2 separate regions of the Mus musculus genome follow, and region 2 is linked to region 1. The links are chromatin contacts, called in public promoter capture Hi-C maps. All regions are on one chromosome and are shown on one strand. The core of a region is the stretch at or near the end of the contact, and the rest is flanking DNA. Distances in the headings are between cores, read along the strand shown. Region 1 overlaps Aim2 (absent in melanoma 2). Region 2 holds the start of Spta1 (spectrin alpha, erythrocytic 1).

Region 1 (5,731 bases), core at 2,810-5,309:
GTGAAACCTCTTTGTACTGGTGGCTGCCCATCTTTACACATTTTCTCATACATAGAGACATATTTGATTCCAGGACTAAAGCCTGATACAAGCTGAAGACTTTGAACAATGAACTTGTGTCAGTTGATGTCTCTTAATCTTAACAAAGGTTCCACTTGGGGATGCTGGCAATAGTGGAAACTGTATTTGAGGTGGACAGGGACACGTGGGTTGTCTGTACCTTTAGCTCTGTGTTGCTGTGGACCTGAAGCTGCTTTGTAAAGTCAAGTCTGTTTAAAAAAAAAAAATCTAAAACCCGAGACAAAATCAATGTGCCTTTATTATCCCCTGGTTCATCCAAATAGACCATATTTTATTTGTTAGGAAGGACTGGAGTTCATCTCTAGGGCATTGCACTGCTAGGCTGGAGCTCTTCTGTTGAGCTTTATCTCTGACCCTAGACAGTATTTCTCTGTTTCTCCTGCTTTTTTCTGCTCACTTTTGTGTGAATCTGTATTAGATAGCTATTTTTCATTCTAGTACACAGTCTATATTTCTTATTTTTCTTCTCTCCATCTCATTGTCTTCCACTTTACACTCATACAAAGTGTTCTTCAGTGGCTTTCTTTAGCACCCCATTAACTTTAAAAGGATTTCTTCGATGGCCTTCACAAACTGTTTTGAAAAGAATACTTTTGTTAATCCGTTCATTATCACATTTTTCAGATTGCTTCATTGTTGTAACTTCTGTCTAAATGTCTTGTTGACTATTTTTCTTTTACCTTTTGCCTTGTCTCTTTCTTTGAAGCACCATTTCTGTTTCCCATTGCTGTAATAAAGTTCCCCCAATGAAATCGATTTAGGGAACAAAGGGTTAATTTGGACTCAGCATTTGAAGTTGCAGTCCATCACATTAGGAGAGTCAGGAGAGTCACAGTGTCCAGAGATTCAGGCAGCTGTTCCCACTGTGTCCACATTCAGGATCCCAGACCAGGGACTGGAGTCTGATCGTCCTACCTTAGTTAACATAATCAAAATAATCTCCCCGAGATGTCCATATCCCTGTGGTTCTAGATCTCATGAAGTTAAGAATTGAGTTTGACCATCAGAGTACTCTCTGGTCTTAAATACATACAGTTCCCATGGTGGTTGACTACACGTGTGAGGAAATGTAATGCACAGAAGGGTATGGAATGTGCTGGATAAAGATGACTCATTGAGGCTACATTTGTGGATGTACAGGGATGAGTCTTGAAGTGAGAGTTCAAAGGGATCACTTTCCTGCCTGACTGTGTGATTGCAAAGCATGGATAGAGGTTCTTCATCTGCCCTCGTGGATTCTGACATTTGTTTCTGTTAGAACTGTTCTCAAACTTGTCACTGTATATTCTTAATTGAGTCTCCACTTTCATGGCTTCAGGTAGCTACTCAACACATAGAACCTTCTCACATTTGATCTGTCACAGTAAGCATGCGTATCATCATTGTTGATGCCTTGTATTAGAAACGAGATCTTCACATCAACAGCTCTGAATTTGGGCTTAAGAGTCTTGAGGTAAGATGGAGGATTTTATATGCATTTTGTTTGAGACCAGCAAATCTTTCAGTTCAGTTTGGTTTTGGTTTGGTTGGGTTGGGTTTTTGGACATATATGCTATATGCTCTCATATAGCATAGACATTAGGGTCAAACTTGTTGTGTAGATCAGCATGGCCTGAAGTATTTCTTCTTATCTTTGCCCTCTAAGCATAGTGAGAAGGTCCTAATGGTCAAAAATCAAGCGCTACCTTATGTCTGTTTGCTATACAAGTATCAGCAACTCATCTGTTATCATTCCTTACAGACTCTTCTTGGTCATTTCTTTCTTTGTGTCACTTTAACTTTGAGATGAATTAACAGGAAGCATCTATAAGAATTTATCTTCTGTGGCTATGAAACGAAGACTGTCTCAGCTAATGGAGCTGGGATCCTACCAGCTATGAACATGGGAGTCTTTGTGGTGCCTTGGGGCAAAGGTCTTGTGCTTACCAGCAGTACTGGAAAACAGCTTCATGTGCCAGATGGAGGCAGCACACACTTGTTGGGGAACAAGGGATGAGAAGCAAAGTAAGAGTGTTGGGTGATTTTATGGTTGTCCCACCGGAGAGAAGACTGAGGGCACCAGCCATGTAGTTCATCCTCTGAGGCTTTGAGCATGAGCACATGCTATCAGCTCTCAAAGCAGACATTTTCTTTACTGTCACTCCAGCTCTGTCCCCTGGAGTCTCTTGGTTGGACTCATTTCTCTTGAGCTTCAGTCACTCTTAAAGATTTCCTGCCAGCCTTTTTAGGAGACTGACATTTTCTGCAGCTCCTCATGCAAGGTCCCCGAGGTACCTCTCGGGCAGTAGCCCAGTATCTTAGTGACTTAATCCCTCATCCAGCTCTGGGAGCCTCCCATCTGACATATCTGCCCCTGAGCCCTCTGTTTTAGCCCAGACAGTCAGCCAGCTTGCAAGCTACCAAGCCTGCATGTCAATTTTTCCTCATCTTTTTCGTCTTCGGTCTTTTCAAAACAGTTTTTGAAAAATACTCCTCCACCTTCTTTTCCCAGTTCCTAACACAAGCCCTCACCTCCCATCCCAAACTAAGTTTCTATTCCTTGTACACTATCACTACCCTGAATCCTGTCTATCACTTTTCTATTAATAGCTTTGACTCAGTGATTAGTCTCACATGGTTCTGTTACAAGTCCCTGATTCAGTAGCATGGCATTATAACAGTAGCCATTTAATGGAGATGTTCACCTTTTCCCCATTTTACACTTGAGGATATGGACACTTTATAAGGTTGTAATTTACCAGATGTCACACAGCCAATAAATGGCAGAGCCAGGAGTTGAGTCTGTGTCTGTCTAGCTGTCTAGCTGTCAGCCGTAGGCAGCAAGTGAACACGGTTGGAGATCCTTGAAGAATTGAGAAATCTTGGCATGAGGAAGGTGGGCGTCTGTCCCTAACAGCAGATGTCAGATGCAGGAAATGGAGAGTGGCTTTCCTTTGTTTCAGAAGGTGTACTCCAGAGGAGTCATCCTCAGGCTCACTCCCAGGAGCAATTTTCCTTTTGTTCTTCTATACCACAGCTCGCCCCCTTCTAGAACATTCTCATCAGCATGAAGCAAGACTGATTCCTCTCATGTTAGAAAAGAGATCAAGTGAGCAATTATAAGTCACTTTCTCCATTTCCTATCCCACCTCCTACCCTGTCTTTTATCACATTTCTCTGGCCCTTTTACAGCAAGACTTGTGTTGAACTTCCATCCCACTTCCTTGTCGCTCTTCTTGCTACCCGTAACCCCACATGGCTAACCCCATGACACATCTGTAGCCTTCACCTTAGGTAGCTTTATAGCAAAACAAACAAGAGACACAGTTGATTCTTAAAAAAAAAAAAAACTTTAAGAGTGATCTTTTCTTAGCTTCTGAAACATGTGTTCTCCTTTGCTACAATCCCTCAACACCCACTTCCCATGGATGCTAGGTCTGCTATTGGCAGTGGCCAGTGAGTTAGCTTTGAATTCTTGTTTCTCTTTCTGAATTTCATGGTGAGTGCACCCAGGTCTATGCCATCCCAGTAGACAAACAGGCCCAAATATGACATCCCAGTAGGGTATAAGTCCCTGCTTGGTGGTAAGTCATGTCAAATGATCTTGATAATTTGTGCTTGATGATCTGTCTGATAACACTAACCTGAAGAGAGCTGATACCCAAATCTAGGGTCCACCAAGGGCGACACTAACCTGTGTCACACCTGGGACTCACAGGCAGAGAAAATATGTGGTCAGAGTAGGGTGTGTGTCCCTTTCTCACTGCCAGGCTGGTAACGATCTAAGCAAGCTTGAGACAGTCCCACTGGCATGTAGGCAATTGCTTAGTTCTAGTGTATGTCGGGAGGGAGGTTTCATCTATGAGATGTGGCCTGGGTCTAAAAGGCGTTACTTTCTGTTTCTTGCTACTTCCCACTGCAGTGAGCAGAATTCTGGGCTAGATTTGGGCCATGTTGCCTGTGGGTGGAGACCTTTCTGCTCATCCTTCTGTCTGACCCAGATCCAAGGAGAAGAGATAGAGGAAGTGAGCATGCAGACTGACTTACACAATTCCAGTTGCTCAGTCTAGCCTGGGGGAAGGGGTTATAGAATTCTTCCAAGCAGTGATACTTCGCTATGATAGCCTCGTACTGAGTTTAAAGACTAAGGCCTGGGATGAATTCCTTCTCTCTGTCTCTCTCTGCCCCCCACCCCCCTTTGTGAATGTGGAGGAGTGTCAACATGGACAAATCTCTCCCTCCCATTTCTTCATTGTGTCTTGTCTTACTATCAAATGCAACCAAGACAGGATGGTCTCTCACATGGCTTCTTTAGGTGTTAGGAGGGTGGGTTGGGCTCTGTACAACTAATCAAAATTTGTGTGCCTGTGGGAAGATGGTTGCTAGGGGTTCTTATTTCCTGCCATATTGTTCTGTGACCTTTCAACTGGGCTTCTTAGTCAAACTAAAAGCACCCAGAATCCAGCCCAGAAGACACCTAGAACTGTATTTTTACTTAGAAAAAGTCAATGAATGTTTGTTGAATGCTTGTATTGCAGATGCTATTTTAGGAGCCAGGACTGCAGACATGAACAACAGAGTCCTTGCCCACAAGCCACTTTTATTCCAGCACAGAATGTGAACCAAAAAACTACTGGATTGCTAAGTAGACAAGTAGAGAGGAAAACGAAACAGTTTGTGGTAACAGAGAGGAACAGGGCCAGTTTTAGTTTTATAATACATATGCAGGGAAGTTTGAGTAGAAATCTACAGAGAGGGTGGGTTTAATTTATTCCAACACACAGTGAAGAGAGATAAATGGTTTTGACAAGGGGAAAAGATGGCAATTATTATATCATTATTAATACTTTAAGAGAGTTACGGAATGTGTGTCTTCGAATAACAGCCAATAACGTTAGAATTTTGTTGTTGTTTTGTTTTGTTTTGTTTTTTAATTTAAAGGTATTGTTGCCCATTCTGTGAATAATACAAAGGCAGTGGGAACAAGACAGTACAGAGGACTTGATTCAGGAGACTTGAGGTCTGGCCGCATAGTCATCCTTTAGAAGCTGGGTGGCGTCAGGTAAGTCATTGTGCCTCAAATCCCAAATTGAACCAACAATTACTGCAGAGCTGGTGTTTTCCAGGTATGCCGTAAAGGGCACTTTCACATAGTGTAACAGCCCTCCCTGTTTAGAAAGAGGCCAGCCTATCATATATGTCTTTCTTAACCCTTTCCATCTCTCAGGCTCCCTGTGCGAGCACTTGGCATATGCATTCTGCGAGGCATAGCACTGTACTCTCAGATTGCAGCTGCACCTCTTGCTGGCCCTGAGGATTGGAGTGCATTTCCTTCGCTGATAATCCACCCTCTACCCAGCACCTCACTGTGGCTGTATTTCCTGGTCCTTTCAGTTGAACCCAGAACCTCCCACATAGGAGTCAAGGGCTCTACTGCTGAGATTCATTTTCGTCTCAACCAATAGTTTACAACTTTTTTTTGAAGACTTATTCTATAGTAAAATGAAAAATTGTATGTAAATAAGATAAACAACCTTTGGAGGAATCAATGTCTTAATTTTTCATATAAAGTGTGATTAACTGTGATTATGTTTTTATCGAAGATGGGTGTAGAAAGATTAAAATTTCACACAGACCAGCAGAAAGCATGCTGAGGTGATTAGCATCCTCC
Region 2 (5,108 bases), core at 2,258-4,757, 720 kb after region 1:
CTCCTCTGGGGAGAGTCTTCCCCTGTACTTACTTCTGCTAATCCTCCTAGTAGACAGATTCACCAAGTTAGCCAGGGAAGTACCTCTTAGTAAGTACCTCTTAGTCAAATTGAGATTGAATCAAGTTGACAGTCAAACTTGCCTAGCACAGTATGCTTCCCTGTATTAATCCTAAGCATCAACCCCAGTGACAGACACACAGAAAGGCCCCTTTAAACCTCAGTCTCTCACTTTACCCTTTTCTGAATATTGGCTCGGAATCTGGCCCTGAGGTACTGACTGCTGGATTTTGCTTTCCCTCAGACACAGCTGTCAGCTCGAGGTTTGCAGAGTTTGCTATATGAACTAAATTATCTACCCCCCAAAAGGAAAAGAAAGAAAGCTATCAAAAAAACAGCTTATAAAAAGCATGCATGCCATTCTAATGTACTGCTCCAGATGTCAAATAGGACCAAATGCAGATCACTGCATCTGTAAAATATATCCAATCAGGTTTTCAGTGTTTGTTGTAGCTGAGTTGACTCAGTACATGGACAGAGTAGTGAAGTGTTTAGCAGCTCATACTCTGGGTGTTAATACTAAATGTTTTCAGAGGTTGGCTGGCTACAGATGTATGGGAGCTTGGATAAGACCTAACACTGTCCAACTGGTTAATTTTGAACTCAGAGGAAGTCCTGCAAGATGCTGTCTCTGCTCTGACATCTACTCTTCTAACACAATGAAACAGAAGCAACCTTGCCTTTCTCTTTTCTCCAATGAACATTGCTTAAACCACTTTGTTCTCTTATGTTACAATTAATCTGGACTTACGTGCCTTCTAATTAACAATGTTATTTTAAAGTAGATACCCGTTTCAATTATCTCCATATCCACAATGTCTGAGAGAGTTTTTAATCTAGCAAAACATTGAATGATGGTTTACTGAAAGACTACATGAGTGACTAGGAGATACCTTTATTTCTTGAGGTTGAAGGAGAGCAAAACATCAGAGTATTCTCAATTCTAAAACAGAATAGGGAGAAAAGCAAATGGAAAAATATATTAGTGAATAGAAATTTTAGTCATAACCCGAAGGCACAAGCCAATAACCCAACTCGATGCTACTTTGTGCGTATGATTAAATGTATGGTTAGGACTTTCTTTTGTATTCCTTAAACACAGTCGTTGAACTCCAGACTGAGTTGAGTGTTTGAAGGAGGCGGTCTGTGTAGTTGCAGCTCTTGACTGGTTCCTACTTGTGTCTGCTCTGATGAAAAATGACAGTTTTCAATTGAGTGCTTTTTGCTTCCCTGAAAGGGACCATGTCACAAACATGCTGTCCTTACAAGGCTTCTGAAGATTGATCTGCCTACTGCTGCCATCCACATTACTGTACTGAGAAACAATCATTGGTGGATGAGGGCAGGAGGGAACTTGACATAAAGTTTCAGTGGTTCCTATGATAGAATGGGAAGCATTCTCAGCGGGAAGTGATCTTCTACTGAAGAGTTCCCTTTTACATTCCAATTTTTAAAAAATTTATGACTCAGAATGAAGTGGATGATTTGGCACAGTCAAAATATAATACTGATATCATTCACATCCAACTAAAACTGACAATCCACCCTGCACAAAATAACTCTACATTTTTAAATTGGGCCAGATGCCAACGTTCAAGTAGGCAAATTAGTCATAGCTACTCCCTAGCATGCTTAAGAAAATTTAAGTCAATTTCCAACAGCCCCCTTATCCTTAAGTGGTAGATTTGAGCATTTGCTCGAAAGAATTTGAGCTTCCAATCCACTGCAACATTCCCTCCACTGTTCTAAGTTGTCTTCTAATCACAAATGTATAACATACTGTTGAGAGGAAATATGACTTATACGTTTTATTACTGCAATGAAAGCATATGTATAAACAGGAAAGGAAAAACAGAAAGAAGGTATAAATATTCAACTAGAGTTAAGGAGTAAGCAACTTCAGAGACCGTCAGCTGGTAATGGTGAAAGCAGATATTAACTACAGAAGGACTTTGTTTATGTAGTAATGCCTGCCTATAATTCCAGCAGTTAAAAAGCTAAAGTAGGACAGACAAGAGTTCTAGACCAGCTTGAGTTCTATATGGAAACCCTATGCACCCCACCCCCCAACAAAATACCTTTTTCATTTTCTGAACAATGTGTTCTACTATCTTGACCCATGTAGTAGTCAAAAAGCAAAGAATTTAAATATGAAGTAGCTCCAGCAAAACAAAGGCAAAATCGTTAGAGACTAGATTGATGATAGATTCTATTCTTTGGGAAATACTAATTTTGCATTAAAGTTATTGTATCTGTCTTTATTGACTCCAAAATATGCTTACAGTATGGAAACTGTACATTTTTGTTTCTGAAGCTCTTGGATTCCCTGAGCCCAAGAGCAGGACATCAAATGCCTCACTTTGTCCTGAGCTGTGAGCCAGGCTGAAGCAGCTGCTCAGGGCTGATTTGCCTTATGCGTACAGCTCTGCCCAGAGCTGATAAACAAGGCCCAGAGGGACAGCCCTCCAAATCACCCCACCCACGCACAGAAGACTCCTCCTGTAAAAACCATTCATTTCATGATTTCCCTCCTCCTTTTAACCAGTCTTCTCTTAGGCCATCAAAATTTATGGTTCTGGGCTCTACTTTCTGATGCCATCTCATAATAATTACAAAACCCTTAATTCCTTATAATCACACACACACACACACACACCACAGTGGCTTAATTGGCAGGACTGGATGTTGTGGAACAAAATTGTGTCTTCATCATACAAAAGACTTAAGTGTAATGTAAAACTGTTAGGAGGAAACCTGGGGTAAAGCTTCATGACATAGGTCTTGCCATTGATTTCTGAGACACAGGCACAAAGGCAGGAGCAACAGAAGCAAATGGGATGACCAGTGGATGGGTTGGCAAAGAGATATGGGATGTGGAACAGTCAGAAGGTGGACCTGGAGGGGGATAAAATCTGGAGTGAAAAAAAAAAAAGGTTAAATAATTTTAAGAAAGAAAGAAAGAAAGAAAGAAAGAAAGAAAGAAAGAAAGAAAGAAAGAAAGAAAGAAAGAAAGAAAGAAAGAAAGAAAGAAAGAAAGAAAGAAAGAAAGAAAGAAAGAAAGAAAGAAAGAAAGAAAGAAAGAAAGAAAGGAAGGAAGGAAGGAAGGAAGGAAGGAAGGAAGGGTGAAAGAGAGAAACATGTCTCCTCTGATTCCCTCAGTTCTCCAGTGTGAAATCAGAAGAAAGGGAAACCTGGAATTTCTTCCTGATTTTTAAATTCTCTTACCTTATAAGCTCTGTGACTGAGTAAAACACAGCCCAATACAGGCACTTGCCTTTCAAATGTCACTGGTTTTCCTCCAAACTTTTGCATCTGAAAACTTTGTTTCCTTTCCTTTGTAAAATACCTACTGAGGTCCAGAGAGCCACAGCCCCCCAAACTGCTGAGTCACCTTGTGTGTGGAAGTCAGCAGCTGCCTCAACTGAATATGTCCCCTGGAGATAATGCAGATTGTCTACGCTTGGCGGGACTCTAAAACTCTTTTTTTCCTCTGGGCCTTTGCCACATTCACATTTCTGACATTCCTATTTGAAGTGGACTGGACATTCAAAGAACTATTTTTCTCTCTTAGCTACATTTCATCTTGCAAAGCCTTAGACTGAGCTGAGCAGAGATGGAAACTCCAAAGGAAACTGTGAGTACAGACGAATTCTCATTCCTGATGAAGTTAGGAAAGCTTGTCTCCTCTGAGCCTTCCATTCCATCCTCACAGGGTCGTTAAAAATTACACTTATTTGATTTTAACGTAGCAAAGAGTTTTGATTTTAATTCTTTTATGAAGGTTTCACTTCTAAAAATAATGTAGAACTTTACAACTATATAATAATAATAATTAATAATAATAATTTTAATAATTACTTGCTCAAGTCAGATATTCAGAAAACTACTAGGTAATTTGAAACCAAATAATCCCACTAAAAATTGTGCTCTTGTGGAATGACTTAATTTTAGAGTCATCTCAGGAATTACTGTCTATAAAAAAACTATATTTAGAAAATAAAGTAACATCAAAATATAAACGGTATTGCATATTTTGGATAGAAGATGTAAGGAGAGCAATGCACTATAGAAATGTCTCTATGGAATTTTTTTCTAAATATTGTTACACAAAAACTGGATTTCTTTAAATTAAAGCATGATTTTGTGTTGATTAATAATAAATATTTTATATTCCAAAATCCAATTATTAAAACATTAATGATTTATACTTTGTGACAAGTGAGAAGACAGGTTACATTTAGATTTTCTTTTAAGCAGCTTTTTTTTTTTTAGTAAATCAAATTAGAAGAGTACATAATACATGATCTAGACTTTTAAAAAGGAAAAGTACTCAGGTTTATGTGTGTGATTCACTAAAGCAATTACAAACCATCTGACTGTTCCTTAAACTTACAGGATAACCAGCACTTATCAATGTTGTTTAGCCTTTGAAGGGTATAAATTACCATTTCCCCCCCCCCCCGTTTTTTTTTTTTTTTTTTTGTGAATGTTGTGGCACCAAGTTTTTTTTTCAATTTTTTATTAGATATTTTCTTCATTTACATTTCAAATGCTATCCCAAAAGTCCCCTATACACTCCTCCCGCCCTGCTCCCCTACCCACTCATTCCCAATTCTTGGCCCTGGCGTTCCCCTGTACTGGGATATATATATATATATATATATAATGTATGTATGTATATCTGACATTCTGTGGCATTGCTTCAGCAGTCCAAATTTCTTCTCTCTATAGAATCTAAAAATAGCTATTTATAGTTTAAAATTATACAGTTATACAGCACCCAATAACCGTATGAATTAATAGGCTTAATAATTTGTGAACATAGATTCAATATGGATGAAAGCCTTGGGATATGCAAGAGGGATCGCATTCTAAACATGAGAACTAGCCACAGCTACAGGCATTATTTATTTTTCTTTGTATAGCTTTAATTAACATAATGTGTATTGTGGGATATAGAATAATATTTCAAAACATGAAGAGACTTTTTCACTTACAGGCTGTCGAGAGCAGCGGACCAAAGGTCCTAGAAACAGCAGAAGAAATCCA

Evidence for each region. Promoter capture Hi-C pulls out the DNA fragments that hold promoters and counts their contacts.
Region 2: a contact with region 1 is called in a promoter capture Hi-C map of hematopoietic stem and progenitor cells. The contact joins the promoter of Spta1 here to the enhancer-like site in region 1. A contact is called at or near these places in 13 of 39 promoter capture datasets (the 3T3-L1 cell line, the C10 cell line, the HPC-7 cell line and 9 more), 1 of 15 datasets of contacts at CTCF or cohesin (large pre-B cells), 5 of 484 Hi-C or Micro-C datasets (B cells, the G1E-ER4 cell line, the HPC-7 cell line and 1 more), 3 of 115 datasets of contacts at active chromatin or transcription factors (embryonic stem cells, fibro-adipogenic progenitors and large pre-B cells) and 1 of 9 other capture datasets (adipose tissue).

The regions. Positions count from the first base shown.
Region 1 is chr1:173,447,827-173,453,557 of GRCm38.p6, forward strand. It overlaps Aim2 (absent in melanoma 2), which reads left to right. Exons shown (of 9, transcript NM_001013779.2): 3 at 5,002-5,122. Among named protein-coding and RNA genes, the nearest start is that of Aim2, 30 kb to the left of the region's middle. Within about 2 kb of position 4,060, at least 44 of the 459 cell types and tissues checked have an H3K27ac peak or open chromatin away from gene starts, as enhancers often do. A contact at or near this core is called in hematopoietic stem and progenitor cells, where this site is marked.
Region 2 is chr1:174,169,269-174,174,376 of GRCm38.p6, forward strand. Spta1 (spectrin alpha, erythrocytic 1) reads left to right here and starts at 3,508. Exons shown (of 52, transcript NM_011465.4): 1 at 3,508-3,693; 2 at 5,059-5,108. The coding sequence starts at 3,673. Gm36196 (a long non-coding RNA gene) reads right to left here and starts at 3,513. Exons shown (of 3, transcript XR_373720.3): 1 at 3,285-3,513; 2 at 953-1,002.